2 separate regions of the Nomascus leucogenys genome follow, and region 2 is linked to region 1. A link is a contact called in public Hi-C data. All regions are on one chromosome and are shown on one strand. The core of a region is the stretch at or near the end of the contact, and the rest is flanking DNA. Distances in the headings are between cores, read along the strand shown. Region 1 holds the start of CDC37 (hsp90 co-chaperone Cdc37). Region 2 holds the start of ICAM1 (intercellular adhesion molecule 1).

The links. Hi-C and Micro-C count contacts between places; a contact is called where the count stands out from the background.
Region 2: a Hi-C map of a lymphoblastoid cell line shows a contact between it and region 1, with 4 times the contacts expected there. The contact joins the promoter of ICAM1 here to the promoter of CDC37 in region 1. A contact is called at or near these places in 4 of 4 Hi-C or Micro-C datasets (a lymphoblastoid cell line and an unstated tissue).

Annotation. Positions count from the first base shown.
Region 1 is chr10:60,685,020-60,691,567 of Asia_NLE_v1, forward strand. CDC37 (hsp90 co-chaperone Cdc37) reads left to right here and starts at 3,151. Exons shown (of 8, transcript XM_030820876.1): 1 at 3,151-3,382. The coding sequence starts at 3,281.
Region 2 is chr10:60,822,109-60,828,915 of Asia_NLE_v1, forward strand. It overlaps ICAM1 (intercellular adhesion molecule 1), which reads right to left and starts at 1,514. Exons shown (of 7, transcript XM_030820894.1): 1 at 1,401-1,514. The coding sequence starts at 1,467.

The DNA.
Region 1 (6,548 bases), core at 1,901-4,400:
TTCACTGTCTCCTGTATCAAATTCAAGGGAGCGGGGGTGGATTGGTTTATGATAAGCCTTCTTCCTAATCTACAGTTCTAGAATCTGGTCTTAATCTAATCCCCTCTTTAATTCATTTAAGATTTTTTTTTTTTTTTTGAGTTTTGCTCTTGTCACCCAGGCTGGAGTGCAATGGCACTATCTCAGCTCACTGCAACCTCCACCTCCCGGGTTCAAGCCATTCTCCTGCCTCAGCGTCCTGAATAGCTGCGACTACAGGCACGTGCCACCATGCCCAGCTAAGGATTTATTTTTTGTTTTTATTTTTTTTTTAGAGATGGGTGTTCCTGGGATCCTCCAGCCAGCCTCCCGAGTAGCTGGGACTACAGGCTCACACCAGGGTGCCAGGCTCATTCAACATTTATTGAGCACCTACTGTGTGCCAGGCACTATTCTAGACCTGATCCTGCCCTCATGGAGCTCAGACCCAAGGAGGAAGGCAGGCAGGATCCAGAAGTCTTATTTAATCTGTCTTTTTTTTTTTTTTTTTTTTCTGACAGAGTCTCGCTCTGTCACCCAAGCTGGAGTGCAGTGATGTGATCTTGGCTCACTGCAACCACCGCCTCCCGGGTTTAAGCAATTCTCCTGCCTCAGCCTCCCGGGTAGCTGGGATTACAGGTGCCTGCCACCACGCCTGGCTAATTTTTGTATTTTTAGTAGAGATGGTGTTTCACCATGTTGGCCAGGCTGGTCTCAAACTCCTGACCTCAAGTGATCTGCCCGCCTCAGCCTCCCAAAGTGCTGTGATTACAGGCGTGAGCCACTGTGCCCAGCTTCTCCTTTAATCTTGAGTGCCTTTCCCTAGTCTCTCTCTGTCCGAGGACAGAATTTTAGTCTTCACAGTCTGAAATCACCCGCGAGGATTTGTATGTTTATACAGGGATCCTGCTCCCTCGCTAGCCAGGAGCAGGGACCCCTACTGGGTTTGTTGGTTGCTGCTGCCCCAAAGCCTGGTCACAGTGCCCAGCACATCGTAAGTAGACACTTGGGAAAGAGATGTGAAATTAGCTAATAAATAAAATGATGGCGCAAAAGCAGGCTCCGCGAGCACGATTTCGCGGAATCCTAGGTGTGTGTCATTACCCACTTTGCAGAGGAGGAAACTGAGACTCAGGAAGGCAAAGCCGCCTGCCGGGCCCCACCGCAGCTCAGTGGTATGTGGCTATGGGATGTAGCAGAAGAAGCAAGGGTAGCCCCAAAAAGCGTTCCCAATTCCCGCAACCCCCCCCCCCACCCCACAGGCAGGAGAGACATAGCAGGGTTTGCACCCATGAGGGTGGGATGGGGACCGGGGATAGAGGGACAGTGCAAAACAACTTAGGGGTCTCTCTCCTCAGTCCCCAGGGCTGGAGGTGCTGTGCTGGCAGATTAGGAAATGCTTGGCGTTGATGGGGAAGCTTCCAGCGCCCTGTCCCCAGTTCTGGAAGCTGAGGCTCCGGGAACCCTGTTTTGCTGAAGCTGGGCAGCTCCAGTCTCCAGAGCCGGGAAGAGACCCCCGCGCTTATCCGGGAATCCCCGACATCTGGGATTCTCTCCAAACACCCCCAGGCTGATGACGGGGCCAAAGCCCTAAAGGGCATACTGTGGGGGTGCGGGTATGGCTTACCTGGGGAGCCAGGGAACCCCCTACCGTCCTGGCCCCCTCCCACTGTGGCACCGTGTCCCCCTCCCCACCGCAGCTCGCAGCCCCAAGCTTACCTTGCGGGGGGGCTGGGGAGGGGATGCCCCGCCCTCTCTGGCCTGGGGGGCAGGAGGGGACGGGGGTGTCCAGACCCTTTGTTTGCTGGTGTGTGAGTGTGTATGTGTGTGTGCGATTGTGAGAGCCGCCGGGGTGTGGGTCCGTGCGCGCGCGTGCCCGGGCCGTGACGGCCACTGATGTGCTGGACTGCCAGGGTGGAGGGGAAGAAGGAGGGGGAGGAGATGGGGACTCCCCCCCCCGCCCGCCCACTCGCGGGTTTGAATGAAGCGCGAGGGGGAGGGGCGGCAACGGGAGGGCGTTTTTGTCCGATGGCCCCTCCCCCTCCATGCACCGGGGAATCATCCCCCTTCTGGAGACCTTCGCTCGCTCTCTCCGGGCACTGCCTCCAACGTCGGCTCCAGGGGAGACTAGGAAGAGGCGCCCCTCACCCGAGTGGCTGGAGCTCCTCCTATCCAGCCTGACCCCCGAGGGAGCACCCTTTAATCTGAGATAATCCTGGCCCAAGGCTGCAACACGGCCTATTATCCTGGTATCAAAGCGTGGATTGGGATGCATGGAAGTGTGAGGTGGTCGAGGCCCTGCATGCTTAGAGTAATGGAGTCCTTAGAGCCCCGACGGAGGAAGGGTACCCCCAGACGAACGGGGAGGGGCTATGCGTGGCCCCAGACTGTGACGACAAGGAAAGCCCCCTTCCACCCCTCCACGATTCCCCCCACCAAGCGCGGGGCCAAGAATACGCGCCGTGGGCTAGACTCTAGCGACACCCAGCGGCCAGGGGGGTGGGGCGCCGAGACCCGTTTTGGGGGGTCCGGGTGATTCCAAAGTGTGTGTGTGTGTGTGTGTGTGTGCGCGCGCGCGCGCGAGTCCTCGCTGCGAATGGCAGGAGGTGGAAGACGAGGAGAAGGCAGTTGCCGAGGCAGGGAAACCCCAGCTCCCAAGGCAGGGCCACAATCTCCTCTCCACGTTTAACCCCGCAAGGGGAGGGCCATACCACCCCCGATTTAGACACCCTCAGGGCAGGTCCAGTCCTCCTCGGGCTGAGAAAGTTCGAGGAGTCATCAGGCGCCCCTCTCCAGCGCAGGCTTAGGTCCCCGTTTACGAAGGGCAGGGGGAGGGCCTTCCCGCCGTGTCCCTATCCCTTGCAGACGTCTCTGCGGCGTGGCTGAGGGGATAGTCCTCTCAGTCTCATCAACCATCCCCTCCCTGCCACCCCAAACGCCCACCGTGGAGCGGCGGGAGATGAGGGGGGCTCGGAATTGAAGCACGAACTCGTATGCCCCCAGGAGACCTAGCGGAGCCCCAGCCCCGGATGACGCGGAGTCTCTGCGGGAACTCCAGGGGGCCGGAACACTTGCGCAGGGCCCTTTAAGGCTGGCTGGGTAGCAAGTGCCGCTGCCGCGGTTACTAGGGATGTGACGTCACACAGGGCGGGGTTTCCCGCGCTCGGCGGAAGCGGAAGGGGCGGGGCTCCGCGCACGGAGTCTCCACCGCTGCAGCAGTCGCTGCCACCCGAGCCGGAGCGGGCTGGGCCGCCAAGGCAAGATGGTGGACTACAGCGTGTGGGACCACATTGAGGTGTCTGATGATGAAGACGAGACGCACCCCAACATCGACACGGCCAGCCTCTTCCGCTGGCGGCATCAGGTGAGGCGCGCACGCCCATCCCTTTCCCCACTCCCGGACCCCGCTTCGGAGTTGTGATCCCTGATACTGCCCAGGGACCCCGCTGTTCACACCTAGGATTCTAACCCCCCCAGTCTGGATTTTCAGGAGCCTCGATTCAACTCCGGGACCCCAGTACCACTGGGACCCTGAGTCCCTGCCCTGGATCTCCGCTCCCCCACTCCCTGCTCCGATTTTTGCGTGGGATTCCCTATTCGCCCCCTAGAACTTCTTCATGGTCTGGACTCCCCCAGACGAGCTTGGGGGGGTCTCCCTAATTCTGCTGGGCAGTTAACATTTACACCCAGAACTCTGCCTCAAAGTTTGGACCCCAAATTCTTCTAGATGATCCCTCATCCTATTCGAGTATTCACTTCCTATCTGGGATTTCCCATCGCCCCCCCACCTCCGTAGTCTGGACCCCCAATACTTTGGTCTGTCCCGGGATCTACTTTCCGGGATCTTGATCGGGGTTCCCGTTAAAATCTGGAGTCGCCACTCCTTTTCTAAACGGAACAAGGAACTCTGTGCTACTCTGATATTCCTGTCCCTGCCCACACCCAGGACCCCCTTCCTAGAGTGTAGAACCGTCCCCCTTCAGGATCCTTATTCTCACCGAGTACTTGGGTTTTGGAATTTGGTTCCCCTCTGGATCTAACTACCAGCTCCACCCCGATGGAGCCCCACATTCCAGCCTCTCCTTTGGCCTCCGGTAGTCCCATTTCCCATTATACCAGGAAATCCTGCCCACGTGGCTTCCGGCCCAGCCAGAGCCCCTGCCCCTACTTGGTATTGCAGACCCTGTCACCACCCACCTCCCAGATTGGCTTCCTGTATGAGCCTCGGCCAGCATTGGAAACTCTCCCCTAACTCAAACCCAGAACCCCAAACCCACCCCACCTTGTGTCCCCAGCCTGATAGCTACTCTGTGACCCAAATTGTCCCTGCTCTTATCCAGGGACTCTGCTGGTCTGATTCTAAATTCACTACCCCTTCTTCTATCTGACCACAACAGAGGCCCCAAATCCAGACCCCAGAATCCCAAGTCTGGGTGATCCATGTCCTGCCACCCCCTCAGTGCTCACAAGCCAATGGGATGACTAAGACCTAAAGGTTTAACCTCCTGCTACCCCAAATGAGTGTGCCTGCATCCCGTATCAGTGTCTGTTTTACTCTTTTCTTTTTTTTGAGACGGAGTTTCTTTCTTGTCGCCCAGGCTGGAGTGCAGTGGCACAATCTTGGCTCACTGCAACCTCTGCCTCCCGGGTTCAAGCGATTCTCCTGCCTCAGCCTCCTGAGTAGCTGGGATTACAGGCATGATGCGCCACCATGTCTGGCTAATTTTGTATTTTTAGTAGAGACGGGGTTTCTCCACGTTGGTCAGGCTGGTCTTGAACTCCCTACCTCAGTTGATCCACCCACCTCGGCCTCCCAAAGTGCTGGGATTACAGGCGTGAGCCACCACACCTAGCCATTTTGTGCTCTTAAGATAGGGGCATATACCTCTCAGAACCTTCTAGTGAGGATCTCTTACCCCACCCTCCCATGGGGCAACTCCCCATCATTTGTCCAGAAACAACTAGAAGGTCCCTTTCCCATCCTTCCAGAATACTCCAGAATACAGCATTAGTCTCTTCATCTAGCTCCCAGTCCCACCTCCAGACCTGTTCCTTAAATCCTGAGTCTCCTGGGTAGTGTACCTGCCAAGCAAGCCACTGGAGTGTGGGAAGAAAGTTCTAGCGCTTCTATTTCTTGCCGTGTGTAACATTTTATTATGAAATATTTAAGACTTCCTCAAAGCTCCAAAGACTATTCTTGGGAAGACCTATTTCTGTCACATAAAGAGGTTAATCTTTACTACTGTGGAGAATGGTTTGGTCCTGCCGGGTGGGAGGGCCCCCCTCCTGCAGCGTAGTGTACCTGCCACACCCTCCTCCCTCTGGCACGGAGCTTTTCCTGTCCTACCCCTGAGAACCCGGGTGGCTGTAGTGGCACGTAAGGGAGGCAGGGGGCTTCAGCGTCTCCAGCACAGGTTCAAGGACAGGCAAGCTTGGGTTCCAATCCTAGCCCCACCTCTTGCTGCTTCTTTCTTTCTTCGATGTGGCAAGACTCAAAAGAAGCCTCCCTGAGCCCATGTGAAACCTGGGATAATATGGCCCCACCTCCCTGAGACCTTCGTAAGAATGAATTAAGACTGGGTCAGGAAAACGCGGGGCAGGTTTGGAAGGAAGCATTGTGGAAGGGAAGGAGAGATTGCTGTGGTTCAGAGCACAGGCCTGACTAGGTTCAAATCTCAGCTCTGTCTGTATCACTCATGTGCTGTGTGACTGCCAGGGAACTGTTTGATCGCTCTGTGCCTCAGTTTCCCTACGTGAGAATCTGAATGATGTCCACCCCATGAGGTTGTTGTAAGGGTTACCTTATTCATTTAATATTTGTAATCCTTTTGGGACAGTGGCTATTATCATCATCATCATTTAAATAATTTCTGTTCATGGTTAAAAAAAAAAAAAATTCTGTAGCCACATGTGGTGGCACATGCCTATAGTCCTAGCTACTCAGGAGGCTGAGGCAGAAGGATCATTTGAGCCCAGAAGTTCAAGTCCAGCCCGAGCAACATAGCAAGACCTTGTCTCTCTCTCTTTTTTTTTGATTTTGTTTGTTTTTTTTTGTTTCGAGACAGGGCCTTGCTTTGTCACCCAGGCTGGAGTGCAGTGGCACCATCTCAGCTCACTGCAACTTCCACCTTCCGGGCTCAAGTGATCCTCCTACTTCTGCCTCCTGAGTAGCTGGGACCACAGGTGCACACCACCATGCCTGGTTGATTTTTGTACTTTTTGGTAGAGACAGGGTTTCACCACGTTGCCCAGGCTGGTCTCAAACTGCTGAGCTCAGGCGATCCACCCGCCTCAGCCTCACAAAATGCCGGGATTGTAGGTGTGAGCCACCAAGCCTGGCCTAAGACCTTGTCTCTTAAAAAAAAAAAAAAAATTCCAAAGGTTCCAGAAGTGGACAAATGAGTCCCTTTTCTCAGCCCCAGCTCTCTGACTCTCCTGCCCAGAGACAGCTGCTGTTAATGGTTTCTTCTAATGAGTTATATGACATTGAGATTCTGTGAGCCTCAGTTTCCCTAACTGTAAGGCAGGAG
Region 2 (6,807 bases), core at 264-2,763, 140 kb after region 1:
AAAAAGAAAGAAAGAAGGGGCTTACTTGGATTAAGTCCCTCAGATTCTGCTGCCTCCGAAGGTGGGAAAAAATGTCTGAGCCCAGCACTGCCCCACTTCAAAGATTGCTGTCTCAGGTTTGTTCTGTCTTGGATGGGGGTGTGAGGACACTGGCTCCATACATTTTCCAAGGGAGATTCTGGGACCATTCCCATTTCATAGAGGGAAATGGTTGCTCAGCTAGAAAGCAGTGCAGTCTGGGTCTGAGTCCGGATCAGAATGCTTTGTTTTTTGAGACAGAATCTCGCTATGTCTCCCAGGCTGGAGTGCAGTGGCACAATCTTGGTTCACTGCAACCTCCACCTCGTGGGCCTAAGGGATTTTCCTGCCTCAGCCTCCCGAGTAGCTGGGATCATGGGCGCCCGCCACCACGCCAGCTAATTTTTGTATTTTTAGTAGAGATGGGCTTCTGCCATGTTGGCCAGGCTGGTCTCAAACTCCTGACCTTAAGTGATTCACCCGCCTGGGCCTCCTAAAGTGTTGGGATTACAGGCATGAACCACCCTGCTGGCCTGGATCTGAGGCTTTGTTGAGCTGTTAACCAAGCTGTCCATCTCCCACTCTCCTGGTTGCCCAAACTTACACGACCATGAAAGACCCTCTGACCTCTTCCCTCTTCCCTAGCTGGGCTGGAGCTGGGGGTGGGTGTGCTGGGGCGTCCCACTTCTCAGCTTTGGGCCACGGATAAGTCAGCTCTGGAATTCCCCTGAGTAGAAGCAGCCCTGGACTTCCCCAGGGGCAGAGAGGATGAGGAACAGAATATACATCTTGAGGGGGGTGGGGGTCCCTTAAGCCTTGTTGGGTTGGCACAGAGCCAAGTTCCCAAACCATCATGATCCAGTCCTGGGGCCAGGTGCTGTGCTGGGCCAAGATACCCTGCCAGGTGGCAGCTATAACGTTTCCCGTTTTACAGCTGAGAAACTCAAGTTTAAGAGACCCAATCTAGCCAAGCAAGGCGGTGGCTCACACCTCTCATCCCAGCTACTCGGGAGGCTGAGGCAGGAGGTAAGGCTAGACCCCAGGAGTTCCAGACCGGCCTGGGCAACAAAACAAGGCCCGCCCCTCCCCTCCATCTCCAACCCCCTACCCTTTTTTAAAGCTGCAATCTATAGCCCGAGGCCACACGTGGAGGTGATGCAGGGTCTGGATTCGAACCTACTGGCTGTTGCCTTTCAATCGCTGTCTCTAGCCCCGCCTTCCCATAAACAGCTACCTAAGCATGCATGACCTGACCTGGGAGCCGGTCCTCCCGGGGCTTCGGGGAGCTGGCCCCACGGCAATCCCTACCCCTGACTCACCTGGGAACAGAGCCCCGGGGCTTCGGGGAGCTGGCCCGACGGCAATCCCTACCCCTGACTCACCTGGGAACAGAGCCCTGAGCAGGACCAGGAGTGCGGGCAGTGCGGGCCAGGGGCCGCTGGGAGCCATAGCGAGGCTGAGGTTGCAGCTCTGAGTAGCAGAGGAGCTCAGCGTCGACTGGGACGCGGTGGGGCGCGTGGTCCTTTATAGCCCTAGCCACCTGGGGGCCAAGGGGCGGCGCTGCTTTCCCGGAAACCTCGCGCCTTCCCCTCCGGAACAAATGCTGCACTATTTCCGGACTGAGAGGGTGCCAGGGCCGAGCAGGGTCACCCTCCCTCGCTGGCCGCTCCAGCTCCGGAATTTCCAAGCTAAAGCAATCGGGCGGCGGTGGCGGGGCGATGACCCCGGGGGCTGCTCCCGGCCCCCACGCCTCCCGTTCCCGGCCAGGCTAAGCTTGAATCACGGTCTACACCGCGCTAAGCGGTTTATTAAGTACTATTAAATACTGCCAACTTCCCCGGAGAGTGGGGACTGTTATTGTGTCCATTTCACAAAGCGCTAAACTGAGACTCCAGGCTGCGAAGGGATCCGAACTCAAGTCCTCCCTCTCCAGCTTACGCAGGCCTCTTTAATCGAGTGGATGAGCCCCTTGCCTCGGTGGGGCCCCAGGAATCCTCCCCGGGCTCCCTCCACTGAGAGGTGCCCCTCCCTCTAGGTCACGTCCACACCTAGCTGACACGAGCGTTTCTCGAGAAGCGGCCGGGACAGAGCCAGGCACCTCCCGGCGACCGCTAACCGTGGGAGTGACGATGCGCGGTCTCACCACTTCCGGGGAAATCATCGTCCTCTCTCTACACCCGAGGGCACTCACACCCCCGCGGCCTCCTCGCTTCCCCTTTCGGCCTTGGCCGCGGGGGCGTCTTTACAGCTCCCAGAAAAAGGAAGGAAGCTGCGTGATCCCTACGCGCCGAGCCCCTCCGCTGGCGTCCCAGGCTCCGCGGGGAAACTGAGGCAGCTAGCTTGGATCTTGACGAGGGAGGGGAGGGGGGCGCTCGAAACCCCTGCCTGTCGTTGGGAAACTGAGACAGCAGCCCCCAGGCGCCAAGGCGAGGCAGGGAGAAGGGGCGCTCGAACCCCTGCCCTTCGCGCGAGGCTCCGGCAACTCGAACCCAGGCGCGTGCACTAAATATGAGCGGGTGTTTGCTTGGCCACTGCCTGTGCGTGTGACCCCAAGACTCGACATCCACCACGTCGAGGCTGGGTACTCTTTAAGTCTCCGAGCGCCGAGTCGCGCCGCCTAAGGCTTTCCTGTTGTGGGGGACGCGCGGCGTCGCCATGGAGATCTCAGAGGGGCCAGGGAGGTCGCGCAGCAGAAAGGGAAGCGAAAGGTCCCGGGACGCGCAGGCCCTTCTATCGCGGAAGGGGGCTGCGAGTCACTGGCCATCCAGAGACGCATATTTCCCCCGCCTCGGTCATTCCCAAGGAATTTCCACGGGGATATTTTTTTCTTGGGGGGCTGAGGGGTACTGAATTTCCGCCCCGGAACGGCCTGGGCAAAGTCACAGGGTGGGAGGGGGGACGCCCCTGGTCCTCAGACGGCCTGGGAAAATCCTGTGCCACGGGTTCTTCCTCGGGCGGGTTCCACGGAGCTCGCGCCCCGGCCCGAGGTGCGCGGGCGGCGAGCTCCCCCGCGCGGCCTAAGTCCCACTTGCAGCCACAAAGGCGCCATTCTTTTCTCAACATGTGGCGCAGTGTTTACTAAGCGCCTACTGTGTGCTTGGCATCCTTCCAGATACCGGGGACACAGGAATGAACAGAGTCAGACAAAAATCCAGCTGGGCTCGGTGGTTCCCGCCTGTAATCCCAGCATTTTGGGAGGCCGAGGTGGGAGGATCACTTGAGCCCAGGAGTTCAAGACTAGCCTGGGCAACATAGGGAGACCCCATCTCTACACAAAATACAAAAATTAGCCGAGTGTGGTGGTGCACACCTGTAATTCCACCTACTTGGGAGGCTGATGCAGGAGAATCTCTTGAACCCGGCAGGCGGAGGTTGCAGTGAGCCAAGATCCAGGCACTGCACTCCAGCCTGGGTGAGAGTGAGACTCTGTCTCAAAAACAAAAACAAAACAAAACAAAAAAAAACAAGGAACAGCCAGGAGATCAGTGTGGCTGGAGCAGGCTTAGCAAAGGAGAGATTGGAGGAGAGGAGCAGGCAGGGAGATGACAGGGCAGATAGGTGCAGGTTCCTGTCACCTGGGGAGGACTTTGTTGTTTTGTTTGTTTGTTTCTGAACCCCAGTCTCGTTCTGTCACCCAGGCTGGAGCGCAGTGGTGTGATCTCAGCTCACTGCAACCTCTGCCTCCCAGGTTCAAGCGATTCTCCCACCTCAGCCTACCGAGTAGCTGGTACTACAGGGGTGCGTCACCACGCCTAGCTAATTTTTGTATTTTTAGTAGAGACGGGGTTTCACCATGTTGGTCTCTAACTCCTGACCTCTAGTGATCCGCCCACCTTGGCCTCCCAAAGTTCTGGGATAACAGATGTGAGCCACCGTGCCTGGCCAGGACTTTGGTTTTTATGCCCAGTGAGGTGGGAGCTATGGAGGGTTCTGAGCAGAGGAAGGACCTTGCCCTGACTCAAGTGTTCACAGGGGCCCAGTTGAGGCTTCAAGAGCTGCAGCCAGGAGATGGGAGAGGAGGTGACTGTTCTAGTCCAGAAGAATGATAATGGGGCCCGGACTGGGCAGTGTCCTTGAAGAAAGGGCTGAATTTGACATCCGTTTTGGAGGCTGGGCCAACTGGAGGTGCTGGGACAAGGGGGATGACTCCTTGATCAGGATCCAAGCCTTCTGGAGGATGGCGGGCCACTTTCTGAGATGGGAGTGGGATGGCCATGGTAGGGGGCAGGCTGGCAGAGGGAGACGGCACCTCCCAGTCCTCCACTCCCTTAAGCGTTTTCTCAAGGAAAAGGGAAGCAGATATTTCCCAGACCTTCGCTTCTATCTCCAGGAAGGGCAAGGCTTCCTCCCGGGTGCCAGGCAGTCAGGCAGGCCAAAGAATGGCCTCAGATCAGAGGCTGCACACCAAGGGCAGAAGCCATCCCATAGTGTCCCATGCAGCCGCCTTGCAGTTCCCTCAGCCTGGAATGCTCATCCCTTCATCCCCAACAAGGCTGGCTCTTCTGTCTTGTGGCCTGAGCTTTCTCCTAAATGAATGTCCCCCCTACTCCATCCTGGGCCACATCCTGGGCGTTCCTTGTCACTTGCCTTAATATTCGAATTCCTTAACTCATCACTTGCTGAATTTCTTTTTTATTTTTTTGAGACAGAGTCTCGCTCTGTCACCCTGGCTAGAGTGCAGTGGCACGATCTCGGCTCACCACAACCCCTGCCTCCCAGGTTTAAGTGATTCTCCTGCCTCAGCCTCCCAAGTAGCTTGGATTACAGGCATATGCCACCAGACCCGGCTAATTTTTGTGTTTTTTGTAGAGATGGGGTTACACCGTGTTGGCCAGCCTGGTCTCAAACTCCTGACCTCAAGTGATCCACCCGCCTTGGCCTCCCAAAGGGCTGGGATTACAGGCATGAGCCACTGCTCCCTGCCTATTTAGTTTTTTGTTTTGTTTTGTTTTGTTTTTTTGAGACAAAGTCTCGCTTTGTTGCCCAGGCTGGAGTACAGAGGTGTGATCTCAGCTCACTGCAACCTCCATTTCCTAGGTTCAAGAAATTCTTCTGCCTCAGCCTCCCAAGTAGCTGGGATTACAGGCGCCCACCACCACGCCTGGCTAACTTTTGTATTTTTTTTTTTTCAAGACGGAGTCTCACTCTGTGGCCCAGGCTGGAGTGCAGTGGCACAATCTCGGCTCACTGCAACCTCCACCTCCCAGGTTCAAGCGATTCTCCTGCCTCAGCCTCCCAAGTAGCTGGGACTACAGGTGCGTGTCACCACGCACAGCTAATTTTTTGTATTTTTAGTAGAGACAGGGTTTCACCGTGTTAGCCAGGGTGATCTCGATCTTCTGACCTCATTATCTGCCCACCTCAGCCTCCCAAAGTGCTGGGATTACAGGTGTGAGCCAATGCGCCTGGCCAGCTTTTGTATTTTTATTTTACTTTTTATTTTATTTATGTAAATTTTTGTGATGTAGTCTCACTCTGTCGCCCAGGCTGGAGTGCAGTGGTGCAATCTTGGCTCACTGCAACCTCCACTTCCCACATCTTTGCTGAAGCAGAGTTTTGAAAAACAAAATACAAACTAAGCTATTCCTCAGAAGAAATCTGTAATCAAAGATAAGCTCTGCCGGGCACAGTGGCTCACACCTTTTGGAGGCCAAGGTGGGCGGATCACCTGAGGATTACAGGCGTGAGCCACCGCACCTGGCCATGCCTGGCTAATTTTTATATTTTTAGTAGAGACAGGGCTTCACCATACTGGCCAGGCTGGTCTCGAGCTCCTGACCTTGTGATCCACCCGCCTCGGCCTCCCAAAGTGCTGGGATTACAGGCGTGAGCCACTGCTCCCAGCCACAAAAAAGATTTTAAAAATAAAAAGGAGAGGGCCGGGCTCGGTGGCTCGTGCCTGTAATCTCAGTATTTTGGGAGGCTGAGGTGGGTGGATCACCTGAGGTCGGGAGTTCGAGACCAGCCTGACCAACGTGGTGAAACCCCGTCTCTGCTAACGATACAAAATTAGCCAGGCATTGTGGTACATGCCTGTAATCCCAGCTACTCGGGAGGCTGAGGCAGGAGAATCGCCTGAACCCGGGAGGCAGAGGTTGAGATTAGCTGAGATTGTGCCATTGCTCTCTAGCCTGAGCAAGAAGAGCAAAACTCCGTCTAAAAATAAATGAAAAAATAAGCCAGGTTCGGTGGCTCACGCTTGTAATCCCAGTACTTTGGGAGGCCAAAGCAGGTAGATCACCCGAGGTCACCAGCCTGGCCAATATGGCGAAACCCCGTCTCTACTAAAAACACAAAAATTAGCTGGGCATGGTGGCGGTTGCCTGTAATCCCAGCTACTTGGGAGGCTGAGGCAGGAGAATCGCTTGAACCCAGGAGGCGGAAGTTGCAGTGAGCCCAGATCGAGCCACTGCACTCCAGCCTGGGCAACAGAGCGAGACTCCGTCTAAAAAAATAGATAAAGAAAAAAGAAAAAAATAAAAAGGAGAAATTTAGACACAAAAACAGACACATACCCACAGAGGCAACATCATGTAAAGATGAAGGTGGAGACTGAAGCAGTGTGGCTACAAGCCAAGGAATGTCAAAGATTGTCGGCAAAGCAAACTGCCAGACGCTAGGAGAGGGATCTGGAACAGACTTTCCCTTAGAAGGAGCTAACCCTGTTCTTCATTTGGAGTTCCAGCCTCCAGAAACAGGAGAGAATAAATTTCTGTTGACTAAACCCCCAAATCCCTACAGTTTGTGGCACCCCTACGGCAGCCCTAACAAACTCATATACCCCACCTA